Linked DNA regions of Mus musculus: all the other regions are linked to region 6. A link is a contact called in public Hi-C, HiChIP or PLAC-seq and promoter capture Hi-C data. All regions are on one chromosome and are shown on one strand. Each heading gives the region's core, a stretch centred on a gene start, on an enhancer-like site or on the middle of the called end of the contact. The rest is flanking DNA. Distances are from core to core; before and after follow the strand shown. Region 1 has its middle 28 kb from the start of Gm41178. Region 2 has its middle 77 kb from the start of Gm5464. Region 3 overlaps Zfp395 (zinc finger protein 395). Region 4 holds the start of Extl3 (exostosin-like glycosyltransferase 3). Region 5 has its middle 15 kb from the start of Zfp395. Region 6 holds the start of Clu (clusterin). Region 7 holds the start of Adra1a (adrenergic receptor, alpha 1a).

Region 1 (3,051 bases), core at 21-2,520, 640 kb before region 6:
TCGAGCAGAGCTGAAAGAGAGGACTGACGAAGCAGTCTGGGAGGAGCTACAGATGGGGATGGCTGTTCCAGCAGAAAGCCTAGGATGAGTCCATGAAGGTGGTGTGGGATGTACAAGGGGGAGAGAGAGAGAAACGACCCAGTGAAATAGCCAGAGACCCGGGGAGAAGCCAGAGAGTCAGTTATCCTGGTGTGCCCAGGACTGACTTGGCTTCAGGGGCTTGGGTCGCTAGCTCCGTGCAAGCAAGTGCAAGGCCCTGGATATAATCCTCAGCAAGGCCAAAGCCGAGGGGAGGAGAAGGGTAAGAAGAAAAGGGGGAGCTGGGCGTGGTGGCACACGCCTTTAGTCCCAGCACTTGGGAGGCAGAGGCAGGCAGATTTCTGAGTTCGAGGCCAGCCTGGTCTACAGAATGAGTTCCAGGACAGCCAGGGCTACACAGAGAAACCCTGTCTCAAAAAACCAAAAAAAAAAAAAAAGAAAGAAAGAAAGAAAAGAGAAGAGAAGAGAAAAGAAAAGAAAAGAAAAGAAAAGAAAAGAAAAGAAAAGAAAAGAAAGGGAAAGAAAGGGAAAGGAAAGGAAAGGAAAGGAAAGAAAAGAAAAGAAAAGAAAAGGGGGAGGAAGGAGAGGGATGGAGGGTGATAGAAAGACGGAGCGAGCATAAGGAGGAGATGGAGGAAAGGGGGGAGGGGAAGATGAGGAAGAAGAGAGGAAGGGAAAGAGGAAAGAGGAAAGAAGAGAAGGCTGAAAACAAGGAGCATCTCCAGGAAGCCCCTCAGTCGCCATGAGTTGTTCTGGAGACTTGGATGGCCCACGAGAGCTGATGGTTTCTATAGAAACCCGTCTGAGCTGCCATGAGGTTGGGGAGAGAGCCGGAAAGTCAGTCAAGAGCCCGAACAGGAATCTGAGCCCTGCCAGGAAGTCAAGGCTTCGCCCTAGGTACTGAACAGTTGATCCGGGACTGTGAGATAGGAAAGCGATCTGAGGAGACTTGCATTTAGAGGGCTCTGGTGCCTGGGTAACTGGAAAGAGGGGATGTGCAAAGAACCGCCCATCACAGAGTCTCCAGAGAGGTGGAGCGAGACCGGGGAGCTAGAAGGATATAGACTCAAAGCGACAGCAGGACTTGGAGATACAGAGAAGGTTGGCGAGAGAGACTCTCGGGTGCCTGGCATCAGCACTTGGAAAACAATGGGGAAGTAATGAGGGTGGTTCAGAAAGGCCTTCCCACACCACCCTGCCCTGGAATGCAAACAAACCGTTCCTTCCCCTGCAGCTGCTGTTGGTTTGACGGTGATCTTGCTGGGTGTGCAAGTGTATTGGACGTCCCAGGGACAAGGGGAGGGGGTGAGAACTGCGGGGTAGTCAGGAGGCTCCTCTGGAGGGTGAGGAGGAGGAGAGAGAGAGAGAGGCTGTGTTAAACTGTAGGTTTCAGAAGCCCTTGCCTACTCTGGTTTGGTTTCCACAAGACCCTTAGTGGGGGGGGGGGGGGGAGAAAGGAAGGAGGGGCAGAGGGAGGACCTGGCACCTTTATCTTACCGTTGCGGAATTTAGGATGGAGTAGCAAGCCCAAGCAATGACTGTCTAACAGCAGGCCTGGGTCATGACTGAGAGTTTGACTCCAAAGAACACCTCTTCCCACCTCACAGTTGCTCCATAGCCACTCTTCCTGAGTGGACACGGCCTCCTCATTCAGTATTTGGCCTGGAAATCCTCCCATTTCTCCCCACAGCCTAGAGGGCAGAGAAGGTGGCAGGGAGTGGGAAGGATTAGATCTGGTGTTCCCATGGGCTTTCAGAGAGCGGCTGAAGACTGCTGTCAAGAACTGGAATTAGCTGGGCATAGTGGCATACACCTTTAGTCCCAGCATGAGATCTCTACCAGCCTGGCCTACATAGTGAATTCTAGGACAGTCAGAGTTACTTAGTGAGACCGTCTCAAAACAAACAAATAAATAAATAAATTTCGGATTATCAGATAATTTCTTCCTTTTCTTTTTTATATTTTAAATTTTTTCTTTTTTTCTTTTTTCTCTTTTCTAATTCTTTTGTTGTTGTTGGGTTTTGTGTTTTTTGGTTTTTTTTGGTTTGTTTTGTTTTTGTTTTTGTTTTTTTTTTGTTTTTCGAGACAGGGTTTCTCTGTATAGCACTGGCTGTCCTGGAACTCACTTTGTAGACCAGGCTGGCCTCGAACTCAGAAATTCGCCTGTCTCTGCCTCCCAAGTGTTGGGATTAAAGGTGTGCGCCACCACGCTATGCCCAGAATCTCTTAAAGAGACATAAAAAAAAAAAAAAAAGATGAAACTGGAGCCTTCAGATAAAGCCCAGTGTCGTCTCAAATGTTTAAACCACACACGTTTCCATTCCCACGTGAATTTTGATGTCTGTCCTTTCCAGTTTTGATTCTTCTGTTTGTGGTCTTCCTCCCATTTCTCTCTGTCCATCTTCAGTTGTAGTCATAAATCTCAACTACCCACCCTCTAGGATGGAATTCTTCACAGGATCCCAGATTCTCCACATGTTTCCATATTTCTTTTATTAAGCAGGCACATGACTGGTGTTTGACAGTAATGCTGTCATCAGAATGTTAAGAAATTCGCATTTCTCAGCTGGCTTCGTTAGTCCCGGGCTCCAGCAGAGAATGGACGCTAGAGGGCGCTACTTCCCCTCTTTTCTAAGTCTAGACAGCAGCTCCCGTCCTGATCTCCTGGGTCTTCCAAAGTTTGTCACTCATTTGCTTTGAGCACGGTTCACCAGCTTTTTCAGAGTTCTGGGTGTACGTGTACACCTTCGAGAAACGCTCATTAATTCACTTCAAGTCTTTTGTTTCACTTAAATTACTTTTTTAGTGCTAGGATTTTTTTTTAAAGTTTAATTAATTTATGTATATGAGTGCTCCATCTTCAATCACACCAGAAGAAGACATAGGATCCCATTACAGATGGTTGTGAGCCACCATATGGTTGCTGGGAATTGAACTCAAGACCTCTGGAAGAGCAGTCAGTGCTCTTAACCACTGAGCCATCTCTCCAGCCCAGCATTTATATTTTTAATA
Region 2 (2,865 bases), core at 70-2,569, 820 kb after region 6:
TTGCTTCAGCAGATCACTGTGAGTTCAAACCCAGTCTGGTCTACAGAGAAAATTTCAGGGCAGCACAGAAAAATCCTGTCTCGTAAGAAGCAAACAAACCAAAAAGAACATTTGATTCTTCTTCAGAGGACCTGGGTTTGGTTCCCAACCTCAAAATTGCAGCTCACAACCGCCTTACCTTCAGTGCAGGGGAACTGACTCCCTCTTCTGGCAGCCACAGGCATTACATGCAGGCAAAAAAAAAAAGATTCATATTTATAAAATAACTCTTCAAAACATAAAATGTAAAAAAAAAAAATTTTAATTAAATAGCACTATGTTGTAAACATTAATCCATAAGATTATGTATACAATGGAACTTATAATAACATTAAAATATGAGATATGGATAAATCTGAAAGGACATTTACTATTAGTGCATTAAAATGTACATGCTCCACTCTCTTAAGACAAAAAACCCTTACCTACCCTCATTTCAAAATCATACTGTTCAAAGAAATGAGACACAGTAATTTACTTAAAAAAAAAAAACAAAAAAAAACCAAAACAAACAAACTTCCTCAGCTAGGTGACCAAGAAAAAAAATTAAATACATTACGAGACAAAAGAGACGGCTCATTGGTTAATCATTTGCCACACAAGCGTGAAGACCCAGTGCAGCTCAAAAGAACCGGAAAAATACTGGGAGGGAAGAGGAGGAAGGAGAGGGGTGGGGAAAAAGAATAAGGAGGGAGAGGGGGAAGAGAGGAGACAGAGGAAGAGAAGGGGGATACTAAGGAGGAAGACTGAGAAAGGAGGAGAGGGAGGGGAGACTGGGAAGGGGAGGGGAAGGGGACGGGGGGGGGGAAGGAGGGGAGAGGAAGGTGGGAGAGAGGGAAGGAAGGAGGGGAGAGAGAATATGTGGCCACAGGACATCACCAGTTCTTAACCATTTTTGCCACTTAACAATTTTTTTAACCATATATTTTTGATCATGTTGTTCCCTTTCTTGGCTCCATCCCAATCCCCCCTTCCCACCTACATTTAAATTCTTAGTAGCATTGCATGCATCCTGTTAAGAGAACAAGTTGAGACTCTGAGCCAAACGGCTTGATGCATTCGATGACTTCTTAGCTGTACAACCCAGTTCTGGATCAAACAAGGTCCCTGAACGCCAGTTTTTTGTTTTGTTTTGTTGGTGGTGGTGGTTTGTTTTGTTTGTTTGTTTGTTTGTTTGATCCCACAGCTAGGAGCTGCTGGCCCCAGAGCAGCGGAAATCTCATGCGCGCTGGCTGTCTTCCTCTCAGGCTCGTGCAATGCCGCCATCTACAGGCAAATGGCACACACTGCACAGCCAAGGGCCATTCGTTCTGAATTCCCTAATCAACACCTCTCACTTCTGTCCACCAGGTCTCTGTGAAAGTGAAATTAAAGGCACCAGGCAAAGGGCTGTTGTTCTCCGGATGACCTTGAGGGCTAAGATGCTCATTCTGGAAACCCGGGAAGTGCCAGTATTTCTGTTTTTCGATAGCACACTGTTTTATAAGGTAAACCCCTGGACACTTAGCACCTGTTAGTGGAAGAAACTGTTAAGTGCTTTCGGGCAAGGAATAAAACGTGTTTCTGTCCTCAAGGATCTGATAGTCACATATAAAATAGAATGAGATCATGTGACTGCTAAACACCCACTAGACCTGGAGAGCAAAGGCTAATGATATCCCCTGGAAACTTCCTATGTCTGGCATGCGTCCTGGAACATTTTATAAGCCAACTCATCTGGACCTCACATGGCCGCCGCCCTTCAGAAGGCAAAGCTGAGAGCTTCCGTGAGCATCCTGCACCCTCAGCTCAGAGCTAGGCTAGCAGTGAGCAAGAACATAGACCGGTTTTTGCTACAAAGCATTGACTCCTCATCAGGTAACCAAATGCGGGGTGCAATCCAGTGTCTGACTCCTCTACTCTCGGGCTACCTGTATAGCTCTGCACATGGATATGTCAATCACTTAAGGACTGTCTGTCTAGCCTCACTTCACCCCCCTTCCAGTCTGAAAACAGGGGTCAGTTATTATCCTAAACGTTCAGTCACCTTGAACCTCTCAGGACAGACTGCTCCTTACAACTTCCCAGAGAACAACCATCAAGTAGAGCAAGCCTGCATCCTGAAATAAACATCTCCTAAGAGCCAGACTGATCCCCCTACGTGATGATAAATATCAGGACTCCTTTCAACCATTCTGAAGAACCTGAACTGGAACAGTGGCCAGGCAGACAATGCATGACGGTGACCATACACACCTCTTGCCCCTTCCCCCAATTCTTCTTCTAAGTTTAAACCTCAAGAACCTTCATGAGAGACTTGGGGCAACGCTGAACTTCTAGATGCGTTCCTCTTCCCACAGTGACCACAGCAATAGATCTCCTAACCTGGCTTCTTCCATTACACATCTCTTTCACTGGCATAGTATAGCGAGTGGCCCACTCTAGCCTCTTGGGTTTGCACATCCATGCACTGCCACAGAGCCCATGCCCATCCACACTGTCTCCGTTAGGGTTTCCATTGTTGTGATTGACACCAGGACCAAGGGAACTCTTATAAAGGACAGCGTTTAATTGGGGCTGGCTTACAGGTTCAGTCCAGTATCATCAAGGCAGGAACATGACAGCATCCAGGCAGGCATGGTGCAGGAGGAACTGAGAGTTCTACATCTTCATCTGAAGGCTGCTTGGGGAAGACTAGAAGCTAGAAGAAGTGTCTCAGAGCCCACCCCTACAGTGACACTTTCTCAAACAAGGCCACACTTACTCCAATAAGGCCATGACTCCTAATAATATCACTCAAACAATGACACACAGTGACTTTAGCAAAAAAAAAAAAAATGTCCAAGG
Region 3 (3,082 bases), core at 91-2,590, 590 kb before region 6:
AAATTGCTCAAACTCACTGGGGCTCAGTTTGCTTATCTGGGAAATGGGGATGGCCAGGGCACATATCTTGTGAATTATCTAGGAGGATTAAATGAAGTACAAATTTCGAACTGCACATCGAGTTACTGGAGCTTGGGTAGCTGAATCAGCAAAGCTATTGGACTGGTCCTGAACATAGCCTCTGAAAGACTGTGGTTTGTGTGTCAAGTTTCCTATTCCGTGCTTGTCTGTTGATGTTGTAACCAACCGTTCTAATGAAGTAGCCATGAGCACCTGTGCTCTTAGGTCATAGGTGTGTGTGTGTGCGCGCGCCTGTGCCTCTACTCTGGGCAGGGTTGGAACCATCCTTGTCTTCTTCCTCCACTTAGCATTGTCTTCAGGACCTAGGCCCTGACACAGCCGTGTCAGCAGATGGCTAGGGTCTGGGGCTTTGCTCAGTGGTACTGCTGGCCCCAGGTTTCTGGTGAGTCAGTGCTCAAGTGCGTCCTAGCGCCAGTGTGGGCCGGATCTGCTCCACGAGGCTGGCCAGGCCACACCCCGGGGAAGTTTGGCAGTCAGCCTTGAACACCCTGGGCAGGGCCCCAAGACAGATGTAGGCACAGGGGAGTGAGCAGGGGAGCAGACCGTGGCTGAAGAGAGGTGACAGGCGCCTGGTCATGTGGGAGACAGACATTCCCTCTCTCTGGACTCCCTAAATGTCTAGGCTTGCATTGAGTATGCACTGAGGACTGACCCCAGGGGGTTTGCTGGCCAGGAGGCCTCTAAGAGCAAGAGGTTGGATTTCTTTTCCCCTAGCTTGCTGAAGTCAGCTTGGTTGGGATTCCAGTTAATTAGTGGCTCACCCATGGTAGGCTTCTGGATTCCCTTGAGAGTAAGTAGTTGTATTTCAGGTTCTGGTCGGGTACCCCGGTGCAATGCCAGTTCCTAGATGGCTGTTGGTGGACAGTGGCTGTGCAGAGCTCAGAGTCACTTGCTATGTTATTTAGCACGGGCCTCACGGCCATGAGAGGAACATGGTCCTTCTGGATTTGGCGCAGTGTGCAGGCATTGGCTCAGTGAGGCAGATGCAGTCTCACCCTCACAGGTGAGGTGCGGAGCTTCGGACTTGAAGGTGGTGGTTGCTGGTGGCTTCTGGAGTGGACACTGATTCCTGAGGGGTACTTAGTTAGTGCCTTGATCTCCACCCTCCCTGTTGAGTGTCTGTGCAGGCACAGTATTCCTTGCATGTGCGCACACTGTTTGTCATTGTTAGTTGTAAGTCTCACACTCCAGCCTGGTGCCTGAATCGCCGGCACATTTGCTGGCACCCGGAGCCTGGTTCTCCGCCACAGGGAAGGTGCAGGGCTGCCGGGTGACCTATTGATTTCAGCCAGGAGCGTCGCCAGGTACTTTGCCTCTTCCGCCAAGCCCTCTGCTTGTTTATTTGGCCTTGTCAGGGAATGTGGTAATGTCAGGGAGTGACGTCTGAACCCTGCAGCCTCCTCTTCCAAGTGGGCTCACCGTCAGCAGCCATTCTGTTCATTTGGCATCACCAGGGTCTGAGGTTAATCCGTTCAAATGGTGACCACGTTCTAAAGGGCACTTGCTCTAAGCACTTCTTTGGAAAAAGAAGAAAGAAAAAAGAATTATATCCTATGCTCTGCTTCTCTTCAAGGAGGAAAATGTCACCTGCTCTCCTTTCGCCAGAGGCCCCTTCTTTCCTGGGTCACCCTTCCTACCCCTCAATTCCTGGAGAAGGGAGAACCAAACCCAGGAGGAGCCACCAAGACTGTAAATGTTCCCCCACCGGGTTCCTAAGGTGATCTTGGGCAAATGAGTGGCTTTCTTAAGGGACCCTGCTTTCTCCACGGCAAAAAGGGGTACAACTGTCCCTCCAAATTAAAAATGATCTTTCATTCACTTACTGTGTGCCTGTGCCTGTACCTCGCATGTGCGTGTGGAGTTCGGCCAGAACACAGCCTAGTCTGCAGGAGGTGGTTCTAGTCTTCTACCATGTGAGACCCAGGGATGTGGTTCAGGTCCCTGGGCTTGGTGACAGGCACCTTTTCCCCTGAGCCATCCTCCATGTTTTATTGGGTTACTGGGGTAGGAAAGAACAGCAGCCCCCAAATTGTCTGTTAAATTGAGAGTAGACAGGGAACCACCTGAGTGTTTGCCCTTTGAGCTCCAGCACCAGGCTCCGAAGCTTGCCGGGAAAAGCCACAGAGCTGCCAGCTGTCTGGGGCCTGTCTCCCCGGGGAGACTCTGCTCCTAGTCCCCTCCCCTGAGACCTGCCTGGCTCTGGGGAGAGTGCCAAGTCAGCACTCCTTTATCTCCCTGTCTCCTCCGGGGAGGAGTTTGAGCCCAGTTTCAGTCAGGTTTAACCATAACATTCCCTCTCTGTTATGTATGTATTTACTTTCTGCTGGTTGAAACAGGATCTTCTTACTGTGTTGTCTAGGCTGTTCTCCCCTGCTTCAGCCTCCTCAGGACTATAGGGATTGCACCTATACATGTATTACCTGCTTTTTGCCCGTTCTTTTCCTCTGTGTGTGTGTGTGTGTGTGTGTGTGTGTGTGTGTGTGTGTGTGTGTGTTCAGAGCTAGGGGTTGAACCCAGAGCTTTGGTGCATGCTATTTCAATGCTGGCTCCCCCCCCTCCTTTTCATCTTTTAAAAACTTTGAAACTGAGTCTCACTAAGTCCCCAGGCTTGCCTTGAACTTACTGTGTAGCTTAGTCGGGCCTTGAACTTGGAATCCTCTTGCCTCAACTTCCCGGTTAGCTGGGATCACAACCCTGCCTGCACTATAAGGCCTGCCTCTTATGAAATCAGTCTTAGAGCAGAGTTTGAGTGCTGTCTAAGGCCCTGCCTTGGGCGGGAGAGATGGCTCAGTGGATAAGGACACTTGTTGCTCTTGCAGAGATCCTGGGTTCTGTTTTCAGTCTCCATATGTTGGCTCGCGTCTATCTGGGACGCCAGTTCTAGGTGATCAGATATTGTCTGCGGACCTCTGTGGGAGCCAGGCACGGACATGGTACACATATAAAACACTCAGACACATTAAAATATGTCTAACAACCAAAAAAACTGCTTTACTTTTTC
Region 4 (3,332 bases), core at 394-2,893, 870 kb before region 6:
GTCCATTTTTCTCTCCCACCTGGTTACTGAGGTCTTTTACTCTCACAGGCAAAAAACAAAGCTCTCAGACCTAATCACTAAGAGATTCCAACAGACACCAGGTACTTAATAATGGTTTTTTCTTCTAGAAAGTGAGGATGAGAATAAACACACACACACACACACACACACACACACACACACACAAAGCTTTTTGTTAGTTCTACCTTCACCTTTGGTGTCCAAACTGGTGTCTCAAGGATTCTGAAGATGCTAGGTCTGGATTTGGTGGCTCCAGCTTTATAATCCCAACACTGCAGAGGCTGAAGCAACAGGCTCACCAAGAACTCCAGGTCAGCCTGGGCTACAGCGTGACCCTATCTCCAACAACCAAACAAAACAAAACACCCACACACAATTCTTAATAGCCACAATTCTAGGTCTCCTCCAGAAAGCATTCAGACTAACGTCAACTCTTCAGGCTCTTCAGGCTCTCCACGGGCAAAGATCTGGAAATCCTCACAGGAAATAGATATGTTTAACACACCAAGTAAGAGTTTAAGAAAGTGGTTTTTCTTTCATTACGATTTATATAAAAGTCCTCTGCTGGAATAAGCTGTTGAGAAAGTCTAGTTTCACTCAAGATTATCAATGCCCCAGGGAAGAACCACCATCCCAGACTCTACAGAGAGTTATAGTCATTGAGTCAGAGGGGAAAGCTAACTGTTGAGCAATAGACAGGAACCTCCAAGCCTGCTTGGATGGATGGATGGATGGATGGATGGGAAGGGAGGGAGGGTAGAAGAGAGAGGGTCAAGAAGTCCAGCCTTGAAATGCCAGACTCTCCAAGTGGAACAAGAACAAGACAAAAGTGAAGAACCGCTTACTGCCACCTCTTAAATCACATATTGACTTTCCTCTTCCCCAAAAGAAGAGGATCTATTAAAGGCCTTGAGAATTTAAAGAGCAGCGATCCAGGCTGGAGGCTGACACCCATCGACTTTCAGTGGGCTCAGGGCCGTGGATATCTCAACAGAGGCTAAGCAGCTGCTCACTATGGACTAGGGCAAACACTCGGTGCTGCCCAGCTTCTCGGGCTCTGACATGGGGCTGTCGCCAACAGAACAGTCACTCCATGTGGGGCGTCACGGGGACCCCCAATCCCTCAGCTGTGGCACACCCAGGCCCCGGGAGGACACAGAGCACAGCAACACCTGGACCCCTGGCAGGAAGTGGCCACCTGGAGAGAAGAGCCCGACGGGCAGCGGCGCGCAGCTGTGCCGAGGAGAAGCGGCCAGATGTGGGAGTGATCGCGGGGAGCTGAAGGCTGCGCTTCCACGGGAGATGTTCCCGTGGGCCGCTAGTGCCCGGCCCCAGCGGAGCGAGGCCCCCGCGCGGGGCAGGCCTACCCGGCTGCGCCGCCGCCGCAGCTCCCAGGCACCGCCGCTCGTGCCCCCGCCCGCCACAGCCGCAAGCTCAAGGCTGCCCGGTGCTTCCCACCAGCCTTTCCAGCCCTGCCCGGGTCCTCGGGCTTCCATGCCGCCCGGACTCCTACCGGCTTCCAGTCAGTAACGAGCCACCGCCGTTGCCTGCGTGAAAGTCCGCTTCCCACAAGCCGCTCTGGCCGCCGGCTGCGCGCCTCCCAGGCCGCGCCGGATCCTCCACTCCCCCTGCCGGCCGGATCCTCCACTCCCCCTGCCGGCCGGCGGCCATTTCCGACCCGCGCCGGCGGAACTTGCCGAAGATGGGCCGGAAACGGCCGAACCTGCGTCTGCCGAGCGAGAGGAAAGCGCAGAGACATTCGTGACTTTCCGGACGCGTCCGAAGGCACAGGCGGAGGGGGGCGGTGGGCTCTGCCCTCCTGGATCCCAGGCGCAGGCTGGGTGCCAGTGATTGTGAGAAGGGCCAGGAGCCTGGAGAAGAGGCCCCATTAATCTGGGTAACCCTCAACCTAAAAATAAGCCCATGCCCAAATGTGGTACCCCGTGCTAGCAATGACCCACAGTTCTGAAACACTTTTAAATATTTAGCTGCAAATAAAGGGCGGGGCTGAGTAGATGCTTAGGGGGAAAAAAAATCCCCGGCTTTGCAAAACAGATTAATCAACCTTGCAAGTTATGGACTAAAAGGAGTATCTTTTAAATACTTTAAAGCCAGGCTCTGTGGTTTGGGAATTGGGAAGACCCTTCTACTACAGAGAGAATATAGAGAGAAGGGGGGGCAGGGGCAGGGAGGGCTCAGAGGAGGCAGAGAGAGACCGGGGGGGGGGGGGGGGGGAGGAGGAGAAGGGAAGGAAAGAGGGAGGAGATAGGATCAATTTTAAAAGTAGCACGAGTTAATTTAGAAAACAGTTCAAACTCATCTATTAAAATTAACAATTGTAGTATAGTTTAAAGTCAGATTGCTTCTCCGTATTTATTTGAGTCCCCCAAAACAAGGCTATTGCCCCAGGGCTTCCTCCACAGAGTCCAGACACACCCAGCTAGGTTAGCTCATTTCCATCCCTGTGCTTGGGTGGTCTGTTACTTTAAGGAGAACTGCACCCCAGAGATGGTTTCACAGCTGCTGACCCTTCCACCTGCCCTTCTTGGGAGCACCCAGACCCAGTGCTCAGGACAGGGAGGCTGAGAAAACAGGATTCCACTCCCACGGCAGACTGAGTTAACCATTCCCTTTGCAAAACAAAACATTTTTAAAACCCTGACAGTTGATTTTCTGGAGCAGTCTCCTCATCTCCTGATCTCTCCACCCATCTCCAAGTCAGGCTCCGCTCTTTCCCTCATCTATCCTATTTTACTCTCTTGTAACTATGATAAAACACCACGACCAAAAGCAACTTGGGGAGGAAAGGGTTTATTAGGCGTACACATCCCAGTCACAGTTTATTATTGAAAGAAGCTGAAGCATAAACTTTAAAGCAGGGCAGGGCCCTTGGAGGCAGAAATTGAAACAGAGGCCTTGAAGTTAGGCTGTTCACTGGCTCGTTTCCCATGGCTGGCTCAGTTTTCTTTTTTTCTTTTTTTTTTTTTTTTCTTTTTTACACTAGAGACCACCTGCCCAAGGGTGGCTCTGTGCATAATAGGCTGGGTCTGCCCCAGACTTGCCCACAGGCCAATCTGATAGACGAGTTTCTCCCTTCCCCCCTTCCCTCCTCCCTCTCTCCACTTGGGGGAGAACATTTTGAGGTCTCCCTCTACATGGCTATTTTGGAACTCACTATGTAGACCCGGCTGGCCTGAAACTCACAAAGATCTGCCTGCCTCTGCTGGGATTAAAGGCACGTGCTACCCACCCATACCTGAGGTTCCCTCTTCTCAGAAGATCCTAGCTTGTGTCAAGTTGACAACAACTAA
Region 5 (3,181 bases), core at 141-2,640, 630 kb before region 6:
CACTGGCTGTATACCCCAGGTAATACCTCTCTTGGCTTCCTATAATTCTGGAGTTGCATAAGGAAGCAAAAATTCCTTTAAATATGTTTAAGATTTATCTCTGTTCTATGTGTACGTGTGAGAGACTGCATGGGTGTATGGGTACAGAGAAATTCTGCCTCATAAAATAAAAAAAGAAGGAAAGAAGGAAGGAAGGAAGGAAGGAAGGGAGGAAGGGAGGAAGGGAGGAAGGGAGGAAGGGAGGAAGGGAGGGAGGGAAGAAGGAAGGGAGATAAAGTTATGGGCCCAGAGGGTAATGTATATAAGTTTTCATTTAACACACATTGAAACATTTGTTAACCACCAGTACCCACAGGATGGAGTTGAGGCTAATAGAGAGACCTGATAAAGGAGAGAGAGCAAAAAGGCTCCATCTGAAGAAACTTGAGCACACTATCACTTGTGTAATTTATGGAATGAGGGGTCAGAATAAAAGACCAGGGTCTTGTAGTGTCTCCCTGTCCTGTCTGGGTCTATGGCCAGCTTCTTTCTCAGACTCCCATCTTCGTCCTGTTCCAGACCCCACCATCCACACCTCTTTCCTTGGCACCACAGATCGTTCACTGCACATTCCTTCCACTTAGAAACGTGTTCGGTGCTGGATCAGGTAGTTCAAGTCTGTAAGCTCAGCTGTTTGGGAAAGAGAGTCACAAGTTCTCAAACTAATCTGTACAAAGAAGAATGGGGGTGTAGCTCAGTGGTGGACGGCTACAATAACAGGAACAAGGTCTGGGTTGAATCCCACAAGATTTCAAGGGTTACTAGCCATAAGATGCATTTGCCTTAGCCTGTAAAGAGATCCCCTGTTTGTTCCTCCATCCTTCCCCCCAAAAAACCTTGACTTCAGGCCCCTAAAGCCTTGTCAGGCTGCTGCAGGTACTAGCAGGGAGCACGTTAAAAAGACAACAGTGTGTGACCAGTCCTGAGTGATTTTTTTTTTTTTTTATTAGCTTGGATGCCAATCCCTATTCTGAACACCTTATCTACTGGTGTTACTCTGTGCATCATCTCTGTTAGGTAGTTACTGTCGCTCCTCCTCCGGGTTATAAGTTATCTCTGGAATCCAGCAAAGATTTGCCTAAGATAACAAGTAGGTGAAGAAAGGGGCTGCGGAATTCTGGCCTGAACAATCCTTCCTCTTGTCACAGGCACAAGAAAGTACTGCTGGGAAGGCCTCCCACCTCTCTTTGCCAGCTATGCCTAGCTCCATTATAGCAGTTGTGCTGTCCCCGGATGAGGCGGGGGCTGAGACTGGGCTGCAGGTTTGGAGTGGTCAGTCATTTGACACTGACCAGTAAGAGACCAGACAGAAGCAACAGGAGGTGGAGTCTGACAGTGGATCTCTTCAGTCCTGAACCTCAAGTTCGCTCACCTTCTAGGAAAGGGCGACCAGCGCCACCCTGACCGCGCAGGGGTGCGCGTTTACGCCGCCGGAATGTATACGTTTAAGGACCGAAAGGCCGATTCTGGGGCTCAGGCAGCGACTTTAAGAGGTTCAGCCGAGCAGAGGCTATAGGGAAGATGGAGCAAAGCGCGTTGCGCCTGCAGAAACAGAAGCGGCATACACGCCGCCACGAAGCCCAGCCCGGCTCGCGGGCTGGAGCAGAGCCAGGCCGCGCAGGCCTCGGGGCGGGGCGGGACGGGATCTGGCCACGCCCCCAGCTTATTTTTCTCTCCGGCCCATAGCGCGAGTCACGTGGGCGGGGCCGCGTGGGCGGGGCGGTCCCTTGGGAGGAGGCTGGCTGAAGGCTCCGGGCCTCTAGCGCTCCGGGACCCGGCGAGAGAAGGAACGGAGGGGTGGGAGTGGAAGAAGGCATGCGGGCGGGGCCTGTCGTGGGGGCGGGGCCTGTTGCTAGGGCTGGCGCAGGAAACTGGGCTCAGGGGCCCGGCTTACTGGCTGCGGGCTCCGGCTGCTTGTTTACTCCTGGCGGGGGAGCAGTAACCCGGTGTTGGCGGAGGGGGGTGGGAGAGCAAGCGCGAAAACGTGGCCCGGAGTTCCAAGCTGAGGGAGCGGAACGGGCTGGGGGCCGGGGCTGCGGTGGGCCTGGATAGGAGCTGGATGATCCGGCGCAGCGCAGTCTTCAAACAAGTTCCTAGTGGCTGCACAGCTCCTCCTGGCCTTTGCGCCTTCCACCCTGCACACACAGTACTGTGGTTGGTGAAGGGTTGCATGCACATCGTTTTTTTAGGCCCTGAATTTCTTGGATCCTTTAGGATAGGACTATGGAGCGGTGTTTCTAGTGTTGCTGCTCGAAGAGGTGGACGCCTGCTGCGTGCTTGTTCCTGAGTGGGTCTCTGCCACTTTTTTTTTTTTTTCCAGGAACTGATTCATTTGCTGGTCCTCACGTAGTTCACATGCTTGCATCTGGCCACAATACACACAAATAAGCCCTTTGGGGGTTGTTCTAGGCAATTCAATAGCTTGTGCTTGGTTTTTCTAACTAGGATGAGCCAGAGGGCTGCTCACACAACCTAATGTGCTCCACAAATGAACTCGCAAAAATTAGCGAACACCGGGCAATACCTTCCTCAAATGAGTTTCCATTCATCTGAAAAATACAAAGCACGGAGAAACTGTAGCTGTACGTGGTATTTGCTACTGTATCCATTACCACTACCTAACCGGTTTATATCTGAGGACTTGAAGCACACCACATAAAGACTCTAGTCAGTCAGAAGTCACAAACATAGAGAAGGAAGGGAACAGGAGGCTTTTGAATTACCCCACCCCCCAAAGCGCTGACCCTATTGTGTGAGGACGTGTGATTTTCTGTCATTAGTGTCTCTAATTTGGAACATCAGTCCTCTATTCCCTGGTGTTAGTTATTAAAGATGTATTATTATCTTAGATTGTGTGTGTGCTTGCATGTGGGTATATGTGAGTGAGTGCAGGTTCCCAAATGACCAGAGGTGCTGCATCTCCCGAAGCTGGAGTTCCAGGCTGTGGTGCACTGCCCAGTGTGGGGAACTGACCTCCAGTCCTCTGGAACAGCAGCAGCCCTCTTAACTCCTCTGCCAGCTCTCCCTGTGGTTTCATTTGGCTTCACCATCCTAGAATCCTACCCTTTCTGGGATCAGTGGTCTAGTGGGTGGGGCTTTTTATCACCGCAGTCAATTACAAGTCGTCTCCCCCAACCCCCAT
Region 6 (3,255 bases), core at 277-2,776:
GACTGTAGCCAGCCTTAGCCCAGTTCTGACCATTCCTAGACATTTCCTGTAGGCTGCCTTTTGGGAAAGTACCAAATCACCATAGTCTCTGGGCCTTGAGCAAATGGAAATCTGGCCCTATGGCTGCTCCTTTAAAGATCTGAACGGGAAACAGACCTCGACCACACATTTCTCCTTCAAGTCTGTTTCTTTTACATAGTTTTCAAGGCCTGCCACCCAAACTGTGTTACCTACATTGGTTCCTCGACAGCTTGAGGGGGATGCCAGGCTCTCTCTCTCTCTCTCTCTCTCTCTCTCTCTCTCTCTCTCTCTCTCTCTCTCGGTTTTTCGAGACAGGGCTTCTCTGTGTAGCTCTGGCTGTCCTGGAACTTAACTTTGTAGACCAGGCTGGCCTCGAACTCAGAAATCCGCCTGCCTCTGCCTCCCGAGTGCTGGGATTTGATACACGGATGTTCCAGGGTTCAGAGTGGGAAGCTCAGCTTCTCCCCCGAGAAGTAGCATGGTGGGGGCTTCTAGGTTGTCCCTTCTTCCCAGAGATGCCCATAACAGGTGTCCCTGTTCTCAGCAAAAAGCAGCTAGGGTGCCTCTCAGCACCTCTGGTCACAGACCCAGCTACTCAGCAGCAGGGCTCCACGGAGAACTTCCACCATAGGCTCCTTGTTCAGAAACCAGTGTGAGTTCCAAGTCTGGGACAAAGTAGTTTTTGTTTAAAAAATTGAATTAGTATATATTAATTATACATAATGAGTTTAAGAATGGCATAGTCATATATATATATTCCCCTCCTTCATTTCTCTTTCGTGTCCTCTTTGTCCTCTTCTTCCTCCCATTATCTCTTCTCTCTCTCTTCCTCTCATAAATTTCATTAGTGTTGCCCACAGGAGCATGCGGTGAGCAGTTATTTACAGAAACATAGACACCTTACCATTGGCTCTATCACCTAAGAAAATGGGGTAGTATACTTGAAAACAGGTGTGAGGGTCCTAGGTCCAGAGGCAGTGAAGCCCACCCTGCTTGACTGGGTCCCAAGTGCGTGGGAGCCATGCTTAGGCTTTACGAATTCAGGGACAGCAGAGGCCTTCGGGATTACTGATGTATCATTGTCTCATTCTTAACCCGCTTCTGTTTCCTCCATCTGTCTGCCAAGGGACCAGCAAGCAGCCCAGTGCAGCGTTTAGGGAGCCAAGTACTTCGTGTATACTCTTCCCTAGCACAATGCCTACGCCATCTTCTATGTTTCTGTTACTCTCCCATTAAAATGGGAGCAAAGAAAAGGAGTGAACGATGTGGAAGGATGTGGAAGATGAACATGCAATAAGGTGGGCGTCGGGCGGTGGAATCCTGTGCCAGTTCTGGGCTGGAAGCAGGCCAGTGTAGTGTGTGGATTCCTTGTCCTCTAAGACTCTTCTGTTGGGGCCTGATTGAGAGGTTTTTGGTAGCTCTCAGGGATTAGAGCCACCAATTTAGGGGCCCTACAGCAACCAATGCGGTCATTTGTGATGCCCATGCGCCCCCTGGTGCCCCCCGCTGGGTGCTGCGCCTCTTACCCCCACCTCTAGGCTTCCAGAAAGCTCCTGGTGCATTCTCCGGCATTCTCTGGGCGTGAGTCACGCAGGTTTGCAGCCAGCCCCAAAGGGGGTGTACTTGAGCAGAGCGCTATAAATAGGGCGCTTCCCCGGTGCTCACCACCCGCGTCACCAGGAGGAGCGCACTGGAGCCAAGCCGCAGACCGGTGAGACAGCTGCACCTTTCCTACCCCAGCGCCGCTGAAGCCACACCGGCAGGGATGGGAGGGCAAGGGTAGCAGCTAGGTGGAAAGCTGGCGCAGCCGTGGGGAAGTGGGAGGTGACTAGAGCCCCATCACCAGACAGCCGAGCATGGGGTTGGGTAGGGGGTGCACGCTGGCTCAGACACGGGAGTCTCCGTGTTCTTTAATCCGGATCACAATTTCACAGCTGTTCAATAGGCCACATACAAAGATCTTCCTTTTGCAAAAATGGGGAAACTGAGGCTTGAAGCCTGCCGTACGATGCGGGAGGCGCAGGGGTGCGAGTGGCTCAGCGCCGCGACTAGGTGCGGATCTCTGTAGTGGCTGTTGTCTTTTGGGCATGAGTCATTGCATTTGGACCTCCCTTTCAGTTCCTGGGACAGCGCATAATAAATAAGATGTTGTGTATTTAAAGACGTGCTGCAGACATCCAGACCCGTTTTGCTGAGCTGACTGCATTCATCCAGTTCTTTAGAGAAATGCTCCACCAGGCCGAGACGTCTGATCCCACCGGATCACTTTATAGATGGTAATCTGAGGCCTGGAGACCATTAGAGGCTCAGCCTCCAAACGTTATATGAATAAGAAACTGAAGCCCTTTGGCTTTTCCAGAATTTCTGGGCCCAGTTTTAAAAATGGTGCTGGTGCTGTTTTTAAAGGAAGAAGTTAGGAATTCAAGAGTCTATACAAGTTCTCTTAACAGGATCATACAATTTAGTGCCCGACCCTGTGAGAATAGTAAAACAAACTGCAAATGGTAGTCAATCAATGGAATATTAGGCAGCAGCAAATGTGTGACTTTTAAAAATATTTAAAAACAGGACCTATGAAGGGATGGTTTATAAAAATGCATTGGAAAAAAATGGAGAAAATACGCCACAATGGGAGAGGCTATGTTTTCCTACTAGATAAGGAGGTCCTTGGCCCTGGTGGGGCTGATGCACCCAGGGTAGTTGGCAGCCAGGCAGTAGGCCAGCCTCCAAAAGAAGACAGGAAGTAAGTCAGTGTAGAGGGAAGGCAGCGGGCTGAACTGAGCAGCGTTGTCCTTGGAACAACAACACCACAGCGCCGGGAAACTTGGGAGACTAGCAGATTCTGACCCGGAGTCCATATTACCAGCAGACCTAGAGGGAGTCTGTTCTTAGCTTTACTGAATAGAGGATCGCTTCTTTGAGGTCTGTATCAGGTCCATTTTACAGATAAAGAAACCAAGGCCGAGAGATTTAGGACTTTTTATTGTCAAGGAAAGAATATTAAAATGAGGTTTCAGAGGGCTGCATTCTTCCTGGGGGGTGGAGAGTGGGGGTGGGGGTTGGCTACTGGCTTGCAGTGTGTCTTGGGGAGCCTGGCAGGTGTCTGGGCGTTGGCATTCTCTAGAAGGGCCCAGGCTGAAGAGCAAGCAACCCTCCCTTTCTTATTTGGGAACTTGGTGGCTCTCCAGACCCCAGGTCTCCTTTGGCAAGCCCCAAGCTCCCTGCTCCCTGTAG
Region 7 (2,894 bases), core at 196-2,695, 670 kb after region 6:
AAAGATTATATGCCCCATTACAGGGGAATGTCAGGGCCAGGAAGCAGGAGTGGGTGGGTTGGGGAGTGGGGCTGGGGAGGGTATAGGGTACTTTCGGAGAGGAAACTAGAAAAGGAGATAGCATTTGAAATGTAAATGAAGAAAATATCGAATTAAAAAAATTCTCTAAACATCTTTTTTTGGAAAATGAGTAATGCTAACACAAGTTTGTTCAGGAAAGGGAGCAGAAATATAGGGCTTTTGTGATCTAAGTTATTGTTTCATATATACATGCAAGAGAAGACTGTACCTGCTACATGCAGCTGTAGCCCCATGCTCCCAAGGTTAGCTCAGCATCGCAAGATTTAAGGGATTCTAGCAAGTGTTTGGAACACTCATCCTCTGTCCGAGTCAATAACAATGAAAGACATAGGAAACGGGAGCCAGAATGGGAAAATTCTTGTTTGTTCTTAATTCTCTGAAGTTCTTTTGACTTCACGAAGTCCTAAGTTAACCAGAGCGTGGAATTTGTCCAGACGAGATAAATAATAAAATTGGTTGTGTACGTTTTCCACTCAAACAAGTTTAAAAAAAAAAGTAACAAAAGAGAAGAAACTCTTCTCCAAGGTTATATTTTCTTTTGAGAACTGGAAACAAGTGCACTTATAGACACTGGTTGAGGGAGAGATTGCCTTGAGAGCATATAGTTTTTAAAACTCCGTGTAACCAAATGAAAGGTGGGTCATATTTTAAAAGACTTTATTTTCCTTGAACTACTGCAACCAAGTCTAAGGAGCTTTCTCTGGGCTTGTGTACTTTTTAAACATCTGCAAATAATGTCAAGCACCTACACATTTGCCACCACCAGCCACACACTTCCTTTTTTTTTTTTTTTTTTTTTTTTTTGGTTTTGGTTGTGGTTGTGGTTGTGGTTTTTCGAGACAGGGTATCTCTGTATAGTCCTGGCTATCCTGGAACTCACTCTGTAGACCAGACTGGCCTTGAACTCTGCCTCCCAAGTGCTGGGATTAAAGGCATGCCACTACCACCATTGCCAGGCGACTTCTTGACTGAAATAAACCGGGCCGGGAGTTGGACTAAACTTTTCAAAGTAACCTTTGGGGAATTTCCGTGAGCACATTATCTATTCAGTAAGAACTTGGAAGGGAGTCTGCTTTTGGTTGGTTGGTTTTTTATTTGGTTTTGTTCTTTAATGTATTTATCAGCCTATTGATAGGGGAAACCCAGAGAAGGGAAGGAGAGGGAGGGGGATCAGTATCAAGCGTGGAGGGATGAGGGTAAAAAAGAGGAAGGGGTAAACGGGAAGTAGAGATCGAAATGGGACAGAGAAACAGGAAGGGAGAGAGACGAAATCCACTTTTTAAATAAGAAGGAGAAGGACAGTAACCCCGAATTTTACGAAATGTGCGGGTTGCTGCAGAGGAATACGGTAACAGCTGGAGATTACGGTACTCGCTAGGCTACAGCCTGCCTGTACTACGTCAACCCGAGCTGCAAAGTTCCGAGCCGCTCTTTTCTGTGTCCAGGAACTGAATATCAAACTGGTGATCGTGGAGTTATTGGATCGCTGTATTTGTCATTTCTTTTCTCTGTTTTCAGTCTTTATTTTAAAATATCCAGGAGAAGCAAGAAGCGAGCCCGGAGTTTGAGGGCTCAGCAGTGGTGGGGTGAGTCAGCGGGTGCTAAGGACTGGGTCTTGGTCTTTGGAGACCCTGTTCTCCTGCAGAGAACCAGAGGGCTCTGCGAGGACTGAAGGTCCGCTTCTCCTGGCGCCAGGGCCTCCGCAGCCGCGCAGCAGGTGAGTAGCGCAGCGGTGCGGAGCGCCGGCATCCCGCAGGGCCGAGTTGTGGGGTGGGCTGGTGTGCCCCTGGACTTAGCCTCGATTCTCCGCTTTGGGACTGGCTTTGAAACCAGCACCCCAAACCACCAGGTTTCCCTGATTTGCCATGGGAAGTTACCTTCTAGTTAACAAGTGTCATTTTAACCCATATATAGACCCCAAGTGGGAGAAAGCGGGTTCCGCAGTGTTGGTGTGGTTTGGTTATCACCTGTGAGGGCTTGAACTTGTGATTGTTTTCACAGCAGCCTGCTCCTGAGATCTCAGTCTTAGGGCTGTACCCCAAAAGACAAAGTATGCAGGTCCCGAAGCCCCAAACCTCTGTCTTACATCTCCTGGTCTGGTCCTTTTGCAGTGTAGAAATCGGGTTATTTAGGCAGATCGTGAACCCTAGCCCAGAAAATCCCAGGCTTCCCCGACTGCTGGCATGGGGACTTGATTTTTTTTTTTTAAGTCCCTTAGGGAATCCGCAGTGACTGCTACTCACAAAGCCTGGTCCGAGGAATAATGCGCTCCCACCCAGGTCTCCCAGAAAGCCCGGGTGTGGCTTGAGACTGGAATCCCTACAGCGGTCGCCCCTTGAAGATCCTGCCTGAATCCATCCGGGCCCTGTTTAGCTCTGGGAATTGGCTTTGCTGGGAACCTAGCTCTTTCTCGAGGGTGACTTGGCTGGTAGGCAGACCCGCGCGCTCTGCTCCCACGAGCGCAAATTCCGCGGGAGAAAGCGTACGCGCGGCCCTGCGGTTCCGTGCTCTCCGAGGTTCGCACTCCCAGACCGCCCTCTCCAGGTGACTATGGTGCAACCTGTTCTAAGGGAGACACGGAGGATCCCCACACCACCCCTGAGATTCTACCGGCTTGCCTCTGTGCGACAACCGCAGCTGCAGTCGAGCATGTGGAGCTGAGGTGGTGATGCAGGAAGGGGGCGTTTCGGGGCTTTATTTTCTCCAACCTATCTCTCGAAATTCAGCTTCCAGCTACTGCAGCTTGGGGTTTTATTGTCATTATTTGAGGTGGGGAGTTTTTTTTTTTTTTTTTTTTTTTTCTCTCTTGCTTG

The links. HiChIP or PLAC-seq counts read pairs in DNA pulled down with a chosen protein or histone mark. A called contact is a pair of places that touch in the nucleus more often than the background predicts. Capture Hi-C pulls out chosen DNA fragments and counts their contacts.
Region 1: a CTCF HiChIP or PLAC-seq map of embryonic stem cells shows a contact between it and region 6, with 12 times the contacts expected there. The contact joins the enhancer-like site here to the promoter of Clu in region 6. A contact is called at or near these places in 3 of 39 promoter capture datasets (the 3T3-L1 cell line, hippocampal neurons and stem cell-derived epiblast-like cells), 1 of 15 datasets of contacts at CTCF or cohesin (embryonic stem cells), 10 of 484 Hi-C or Micro-C datasets (the Ba/F3 cell line, the N1E-115 cell line, cortical neurons and 2 more) and 1 of 9 other capture datasets (embryonic stem cells).
Region 2: a Hi-C map of cortical neurons shows a contact between it and region 6, with 8 times the contacts expected there. The contact joins the enhancer-like site here to the promoter of Clu in region 6. A contact is called at or near these places in 9 of 39 promoter capture datasets (the 3T3-L1 cell line, 3T3-L1-derived adipocytes, the C10 cell line and 5 more), 2 of 15 datasets of contacts at CTCF or cohesin (large pre-B cells and pro-B cells), 28 of 484 Hi-C or Micro-C datasets (B cells, the Ba/F3 cell line, CD4 T cells and 17 more), 1 of 115 datasets of contacts at active chromatin or transcription factors (astrocytes) and 2 of 9 other capture datasets (adipose tissue and embryonic stem cells).
Region 3: a Hi-C map of liver shows a contact between it and region 6, with 2.4 times the contacts expected there. The contact joins the enhancer-like site here to the promoter of Clu in region 6. A contact is called at or near these places in 1 of 39 promoter capture datasets (liver), 3 of 484 Hi-C or Micro-C datasets (cardiomyocytes and liver), 1 of 115 datasets of contacts at active chromatin or transcription factors (embryonic stem cells) and 1 of 9 other capture datasets (adipose tissue).
Region 4: an HNF4G HiChIP or PLAC-seq map of pancreatic cancer cells shows a contact between it and region 6. The contact joins the promoter of Extl3 here to the promoter of Clu in region 6. A contact is called at or near these places in 2 of 115 datasets of contacts at active chromatin or transcription factors (bone marrow-derived macrophages and pancreatic cancer cells).
Region 5: a contact with region 6 is called in a Hi-C map of cortical neurons, with 2.5 times the contacts expected there. The contact joins the enhancer-like site here to the promoter of Clu in region 6. A contact is called at or near these places in 4 of 39 promoter capture datasets (the 3T3-L1 cell line, hippocampal neurons, liver and 1 more), 6 of 484 Hi-C or Micro-C datasets (the N1E-115 cell line, cortical neurons and embryonic stem cells) and 1 of 115 datasets of contacts at active chromatin or transcription factors (epiblast stem cells).
Region 7: a contact with region 6 is called in a promoter capture Hi-C map of adipose tissue. The contact joins the promoter of Adra1a here to the promoter of Clu in region 6. A contact is called at or near these places in 1 of 115 datasets of contacts at active chromatin or transcription factors (astrocytes) and 1 of 9 other capture datasets (adipose tissue).

The regions. Positions count from the first base shown.
Region 1 is chr14:65,325,496-65,328,546 of GRCm38.p6, forward strand. No RefSeq gene overlaps it. Among named protein-coding and RNA genes, the nearest start is that of Gm41178, 28 kb to the left of the region's middle. Within about 2 kb of position 1,271, at least 38 of the 459 cell types and tissues checked have an H3K27ac peak or open chromatin away from gene starts, as enhancers often do. A contact at or near this core is called in embryonic stem cells, where this site is marked.
Region 2 is chr14:66,790,657-66,793,521 of GRCm38.p6, forward strand. No RefSeq gene overlaps it. Among named protein-coding and RNA genes, the nearest start is that of Gm5464, 77 kb to the right of the region's middle. Within about 2 kb of position 1,320, at least 12 of the 459 cell types and tissues checked have an H3K27ac peak or open chromatin away from gene starts, as enhancers often do. A contact at or near this core is called in cortical neurons, where this site is marked.
Region 3 is chr14:65,374,466-65,377,547 of GRCm38.p6, forward strand. The region is part of intron 1 of Zfp395 (zinc finger protein 395); the gene reads left to right. Among named protein-coding and RNA genes, the nearest start is that of Zfp395, 17 kb to the left of the region's middle. Within about 2 kb of position 1,341, at least 298 of the 459 cell types and tissues checked have an H3K27ac peak or open chromatin away from gene starts, as enhancers often do. A contact at or near this core is called in adipose tissue and liver, where this site is marked.
Region 4 is chr14:65,096,463-65,099,794 of GRCm38.p6, forward strand. Extl3 (exostosin-like glycosyltransferase 3) reads right to left here and starts at 1,644. Exons shown (of 7, transcript NM_018788.3): 1 at 1,535-1,644. Gm52119 (a long non-coding RNA gene) reads left to right here and starts at 2,908. Exons shown (of 3, transcript XR_003951142.1): 1 at 2,908-3,332.
Region 5 is chr14:65,342,036-65,345,216 of GRCm38.p6, forward strand. No RefSeq gene overlaps it. Among named protein-coding and RNA genes, the nearest start is that of Zfp395, 15 kb to the right of the region's middle. Within about 2 kb of position 1,391, at least 394 of the 459 cell types and tissues checked have an H3K27ac peak or open chromatin away from gene starts, as enhancers often do. A contact at or near this core is called in the N1E-115 cell line, cortical neurons, embryonic stem cells and 4 more, where this site is marked.
Region 6 is chr14:65,966,957-65,970,211 of GRCm38.p6, forward strand. Clu (clusterin) reads left to right here and starts at 1,527. Exons shown (of 9, transcript NM_013492.3): 1 at 1,527-1,732.
Region 7 is chr14:66,633,806-66,636,699 of GRCm38.p6, forward strand. It overlaps Adra1a (adrenergic receptor, alpha 1a), which reads left to right and starts at 1,446. Exons shown (of 4, transcript NM_001271760.1): 1 at 1,446-1,798.